2 separate regions of the Mus musculus genome follow, and region 2 is linked to region 1. Evidence: chromatin contacts called from public promoter capture Hi-C data. All regions are on one chromosome and are shown on one strand. The core of a region is the stretch at or near the end of the contact, and the rest is flanking DNA. Distances in the headings are between cores, read along the strand shown.

Evidence for each region. Promoter capture Hi-C pulls out the DNA fragments that hold promoters and counts their contacts.
Region 2: a promoter capture Hi-C map of embryonic stem cells shows a contact between it and region 1, with 2.5 times the contacts expected there. The contact joins the promoter of Macf1 here to the enhancer-like site in region 1. A contact is called at or near these places in 2 of 39 promoter capture datasets (embryonic stem cells and hippocampal neurons), 9 of 484 Hi-C or Micro-C datasets (B cells, bone marrow-derived macrophages, brown adipocytes and 3 more), 8 of 115 datasets of contacts at active chromatin or transcription factors (bone marrow-derived macrophages, embryonic forebrain, embryonic hindbrain and 4 more) and 3 of 9 other capture datasets (adipose tissue, liver and pancreatic islet).

Annotation. Positions count from the first base shown.
Region 1 is chr4:123,571,189-123,574,347 of GRCm38.p6, forward strand. All of the region lies in intron 1 of Macf1 (microtubule-actin crosslinking factor 1), which reads right to left. Among named protein-coding and RNA genes, the nearest start is that of Gm31156, 21 kb to the left of the region's middle. Within about 2 kb of position 1,638, at least 348 of the 459 cell types and tissues checked have an H3K27ac peak or open chromatin away from gene starts, as enhancers often do. A contact at or near this core is called in B cells, adipose tissue, bone marrow-derived macrophages and 9 more, where this site is marked.
Region 2 is chr4:123,682,692-123,685,850 of GRCm38.p6, forward strand. It overlaps Macf1 (microtubule-actin crosslinking factor 1), which reads right to left and starts at 1,669. Exons shown (of 98, transcript NM_001199136.1): 1 at 1,279-1,669. The coding sequence starts at 1,498.

The DNA.
Region 1 (3,159 bases), core at 388-2,887:
CTTTCTGATTTTCAGACTGAACCCAGGGGCTTATACTAGGCTAAGCCCGCATCTGTGGTTATTTTGAGACAAAGGCTCACTACATAGATTCCCTCGAGATCTCCCAGCTTTAGCTTTCTTAGCTCTAGTACTCCAGATGCATGTCACTGGCCCAGCCACCCATTTCTTTCTAATACAAGCTCAAATACAAGCATGTCACTTTGGGCTGCCCCTTAAACATAGCACCATACAAGCACACATACATAATTGTAAATGTCTGCCTCTGTTTCTGCTGATAGAGCCACACAGTGAACCTGAATACTTAGCCAACAGCTTTTCTGGGACTTAACCAGAAAAGGACACTGGGGAATCAACAGGGTCTAATTCTAATTCTGTCAAGCATTGGTGAACTTTTCATAGAAATATAAGTAATAGGTCATCAAGCCCTGTCTTAGCTTAAAGAGACCAGTAACAAGTACCTAAGTAGAAGAAGGTTATCAGTGACAATATTAAAAGCCTGAAATCCAAGGGTGTCCTCCAGGACAAGTATACCTATAGTCCTCACACACAGCCACTTAGAGCCAGGTGTACTTGGGGCTGGTCCTGACAGTTGGCAGTCAGAAAGCATGGAGGACAGCATAAGGAACAGAGGGATCTCCAAAGCTCCAGTGCCACAATGATCAGAGTCTGATTTCCTGGGGACAAAACAACCACCAGCTTCCTAACACTTGTGGCTTAGGTATAGCCCCAGGAAGGAGCAGTAACAATTGCATCAAAGAGCAACACAGAATGTACCCCAGAAAGGAGGCCACACAGCCCTTCCCTTGTAACCACCCTCCTCTTTTGCCTACACCCATCCCACACTTCAGAAGGCAACGGATTCCAAAACTCCATTCGGTGATTGAGAAAGCAAAGGAAGGAAGGCCTTAATCCTCCGAGGCAGGACACTAGAGCAATGGGCACTTCCCTTCAACAGCGAAACCAGTCATCATCTCATCTACCCAGGCCCTCAGCCAGTGTCACAAGAACAGGAAGGAGTCTGACTGACTGGCTTGAGCTCGGGGCTCGCGCTCTCCCTCCCTCCCTCCCTCCCTCCCTCCCTCCCTCCCCCCCCCCCTCTCTCTCTCTCCCTCCCTCTCTCTCTCTCTCTCTCTCTCTCTCTCTCTCTCTCTCTCTCTCTCCCTCTCCCTCTCCCTCTCCCTCTCCCTCTCCCTCTCCCTCTCCCTCTCCCTCTCCCTCTCCCTCTCTCCCCCTCTCCCCCTCTCCTTTTCTCCCTCTCTCCCTCTCCCTCCCCTCTCCCTGTGTCTTTCCCCTCCATCCCCTGACAGCACAACAGCTGAAGGGTGCACTGGCCCTTTAAAGCAAGCAATCAAGTGGGAAGATCTCCCCGCTTTACCCCACCCTAAGAGCCCCACAGAAGATTCAAGAAGGGAGGCACCACTTAGTTACCTGCTCTGTCTCTGGCACAGCTCTTCCAGTACAGAATACCAGCAATTCCAAGAATGTGAGTCAAAATAAAGAGGGTTGGCGGCAAATAAGATGAATCTAAAAGAGGCATTTCCAGGCCTGCTCTTTCTCCTCCTTTAGTGAGCCTCACACGGGCACACAGGCGGAGCCCAGGGCTGCCTCGGGATGCCTTTCTCCTGAGCTTATGCTGCCCCTTACTATCAGCTCAGCGGCAGAGGCAGATGCCCAGGCTTAATGTGGTCAGAAACTTCCTGGCAGCTTCTTCCATCTCGACTCTGCGCTTTTTGCAGCAAACTACTGGGACTAAAACTACAGTGTGTCTCAGACAAAGCCCAGAAAGCAACTGGTTGGCGGGGGAGGGGGAAGGGAAGGAGGAAGAAGAGTGAGAAGGAGGCCAAAGTCAGTGTAGAGCTGACTCAAACCTCTATCTTTGGCATCCTCTGGTCAGCTTAAACAAACCTCAGACCTTTCTACAAGAGGGGAGGGTGTCAGAGGACCAGAGGACGTCACACTCTGAACTTTCCATTCTCTGACTGATTGGAATGCCAGACTTCAGGATGTAGCCAGAAGAAAAGAGTCACAGAAGCACTGGAGAAACTCTAGCAGGGAGGAGGCAAAGTATACAAGAGCCTTGGCACAGCCAGAGCGCAACCTTCCACAGCCCAAACTAGAGAAGAGTCCACAGACCCCATCTCACAGAGCGGAGGGAGCACTGGGTATCAGGGGAGCAAGCGGCTCCACAAGTACAGCCTGGCACTTTTTAGGGGTTACGGAGAAAAAAAAAAACAAAAAACTAAATAAAACTTTCCATCAGCAGGGTCAGGGGGTATGGGATGGACATCAAGAACTAAAAGAGAGCAGAAAACCAAATCTTCCACAAAACCAGGGCCTGCTTATAGACCTGATGTGGGTACTGTAACAGCTACTGAATCCTTACCACTACTGAAAGAAAGCCAGATTGGCTCAAATGAAAAAATGCAATTATTCCAAGTTCTGGCAAGGACTGGGGAGGGATAAACTACAAGAACTACTTCAGAAAAGAGTTAGTCAAATGCTTATGAAGTTAACCATTCAAATACAAGCAAACTTGCTGAGAACAATCACACAAAATGAAAAGAAAGGCCCACACAGAGATCTGTATATGAATGTTAAATTACCAACACTATACAAGATAATAACTCAAATTTATTAAGTGGTGAACTTTTAATCAAAGTGTAGTGTGTCCATACACAGAACCACTTCTCTGCAATAAAAAGAAAGTTAGGAATACATTCAAGTATTGTATGTCTACATGTGAGAGAAATCAAACACAAAAGGCTACATACAATAGGAAAACAATAGATAAAAGCAAAAGAGATGGGGCGCACTACAAGAGCTGGCTCAAGAAAGCTGTGGGGTTCTGGAAGTGTTCTACGTATTATAATTTTCTCTCATCTGTCGAAATACAGTAAACTGCACATCAGAAAGTGTGAGCTGTGTGACACACACAAACCTAATAAAATACGTTTAAAAGCTAGCAAGGAAAAAAAAAAGCTAGCAAGGAGTTTACACAATCTAAATCTAAATTAAATGAGCCACCACTACCTCTCTCAAAAAGTTATTTTATGAAGTGCAGTGTGGACACACTTGCTCCCAACAGCTGAGAGTAGTCCACCACTGTCCTCTGCAACACTTGCCACCCTCCACTCAGGAAAGGTTACAGTCATGGACGCA
Region 2 (3,159 bases), core at 419-2,918, 110 kb after region 1:
CAGCAGGACAGACCTTGGCAATGGACGGAGAGCTGGAGATGTCACTGCACTAGCTGTGGCACTTCCCTATCTTTCTACCTGCATGGTGACACCAACATCTGCTGTGGTACTGAGCATACTCAGGGAGACAGCTGTGGATGCCCTCAGCAAGGCAGCTCTTTCATTAAGTCAAAAACAACACTGAGGGCTGGAGTGACGCTCAGCAGTTAGAGCCTCGGCTATGCACTAGAAGAGGGCTTCAGATCCCATTACAGATGGCTGTGAGCCACCACGTGGCTGCCGGGATTTGAACTCAGGACCTCTGGAAGAGCAGTCTCTCCAGCCCCAAGCCTCGGCTACTCTTACAGAGGACCCAGATTCAGTGGCAAGCACCCACACTGATGGCTCATCACCACCTGTGACTCCTTGCCTCCTCTGAGACCAAAACCCACACTCCTAAGCACAGCTGCTTGGAAAGGGCAGGCAGGCATCTTCTGACCTGTCAAGGGGAGGCAGCCCCTAGCCCTCACACCGACAATCAATCGAAAGGCAATCTGACTAAAGTCGGCTTCTCCAAAGACTTCCTTATAAGGAAATAACACAACAGAAATCAAAAGTTTTTATTCCTAAACATAATCATTATAGCATTGTCGACTACAGCAGAACACTGGGGAAAGACTAGGAGTTAGGGATAAAATCTGAGGATGTGTGGTGGCACATACCTCTTATTCCAGCACTCAGGAAGCAGAGGCAAGGCGATCTCTGATTTTTGAAACTAGCCTGGTCTACAGAGCAAGTTCCAGGACAACCAAGGCTACATAGTGAGACCCTATCTGGACAAATACAAAAATAACAATTTTAAATAACCCATAAAGCCTGAGATGTAAATCTGAAGCTCTTTTTAAGGATGAATGAAGAGAACAGGTCCACAGTGGGACACAGGCCACCAAGGTAACTATTATGTACATAAACTACAGCCTAGTGGGAGAAACGCAGGGCAGAGGTGCAGATAGGAAACTAGGCCTCATTCAGCATGGGGTAACAGGGCAGTAGGCTTCCTTTTTCTTTTTTTTTTTCCTTTCTTTTTCCTTTTTTTTCTTTTCTTTTTTTTTCTTTTTAGGTTTCTCTTGAACGTTCTTTCATCCTCTTTGCAACAATAACAATCATCATAACAACAAGTTAGATTCCAGCTGACTTGACTCTGAGGACCTCTCACCACCTCACCATGCAGGTGCACACTGACCCAGACTCCCTCAACCCTGCAGCAGCCAGCTAGCAAACGCTGAGGATCATTCTTACCAGCGACTCGGACCACGGCACGTTCTGCAGGGTCCAGCACAGAATCCTGGCTTTTCCGCTTCTTCTGCTCATGCAGTGGCAGGTTCCAGGGCAAGGTGTCCCCAGGGGGACAAGGAGACAGGCTCCCTGACCGCTCACTCCGGTAAGACCTCTCACTCCGACATGACCTCTCACTCCGACAGGATCGCTCACTGAGCGTTTCTTCATCAGAGGAAGACATGGTCCAAGCAAGAGTGGCTACAGGAAGGACCAGATGTCCTGGGAGAAGGGATCTGGAAGAGAGAAAGAATACATGTGAAGGATAAAATAAAATAAAGGATCAAGAGTCACACAAGGATCCTGGCTCTGCCTGCTACTGACTTGACTTGACGTCTTTACCTACTTGAACCTCAGTTTTTTGTTTTGTTTTTTTTTTTTCATTTACAAAACGAAATAGCACATGCCAAGACTAATTTATGAGGCATAGGGGAAAATTATATTAGGTAACATACACACACATACACACACACACACTCATATATGAGAGACAGAGAGGAAGCGAGAGAGATGGTTAAGAGAGTATACTATCCTTGTAGGAGACCTGACTTCCATTCCCAACACCTGCTTCTGGCAGATCACAACTGCCTGAGCTATCTGTGACTCTAGCTCCAGGGAGCTGAGGCCCTCCTCCAGTCTCTTCAGGCTCCAGTGCTCATGCACACATATCCATACACAAACCACACACATACACAGAATTAACAATAAAATAAGTTTTTAGCTAGGCCTGCCTGGTAGAGCATGCCCGTAATCACAACACTCAGGAAGCAGAGGCAGCCAGAGCTCTGTGAGCCTGGTCTACATGGCAAGTTCCAGGCTAGCCATGGCTACATAGAGAAATTGTCTACAATAAGAAAACAAAAACAAAACAAAAAACCCCAAAAACAAACAACAAAAACAAAAATACTGTGTGAGTGTTAGCATTTACTACTGATTGTCAGGCAGAAAAATAGGAGCTTAAATTCTACTCCATTATCCATTATTATCCATTAGCTATATGTCCCCAGAGAAGCCATTTAATCTTGTCACCCTCGACATTCTCACCTATAAAATGGAGATGGTGCTAGTTAGCCTCCCATCTCACAGGGTTGTTTGCAAGAACTAAACTGGTTCCTGCCATTTGATGCCAGGTAGCCAGTAAGCACTCAATACAGAATCTGCTTTTACCTCCCCCTTCCTCTCACCTCCCAGGAATGCTATAAGGATAAAATGGGACAACAGATGGAAAGGATTTTCAAAAGCTCACGCAGGGTCTCATCGGCAGGCATGGAAAGAGGCGTGAGCTAGAACAGGTGGAAATTCCCGATTCCTCCAGCACACAGATTAGACACGGCCCCAAACCTGAAGCAAGGTAGACCTGGTGTGGCCACTTACAGTTGTCGAGATCGGGGTCAAGTCACTCCACCTCTCAGGGACTCAGTTTCATCATCTGCACAGTGGGGGAGGGACGGTACTTCTCCTTAGAGGATATTTTAAGGACACCGCGAAATGTGCATGTAAACTTAGCTGGTTCCATGTATGTCACACAGCAGGCATTAGATAAAATATTCATTGGCTCATTCCAAGGGCTGTTCGGGAATAGATCACACAGCGTGGGGGCAGGGGTGATGGTAAGGACTGGCAGGTTTTCTGGTCAGTTTAGCTAGTGGAGGGAGAAGAGTGGAATCACTATCATTTCAAGCCAGCTGGGTTCCACCAGCCAGACTGGGCAGCCTTCCCTCAGCCGGGCTCAGTTCACTGCCCAGAACCATCTGCTACACATGGCCCACCACCCCAAGGGCTCTCAGAGCCAAGCTGGTGCATGCCTTCAGCTGTCGGCCTTCCTATAAGGCCCAGATCTAGCTC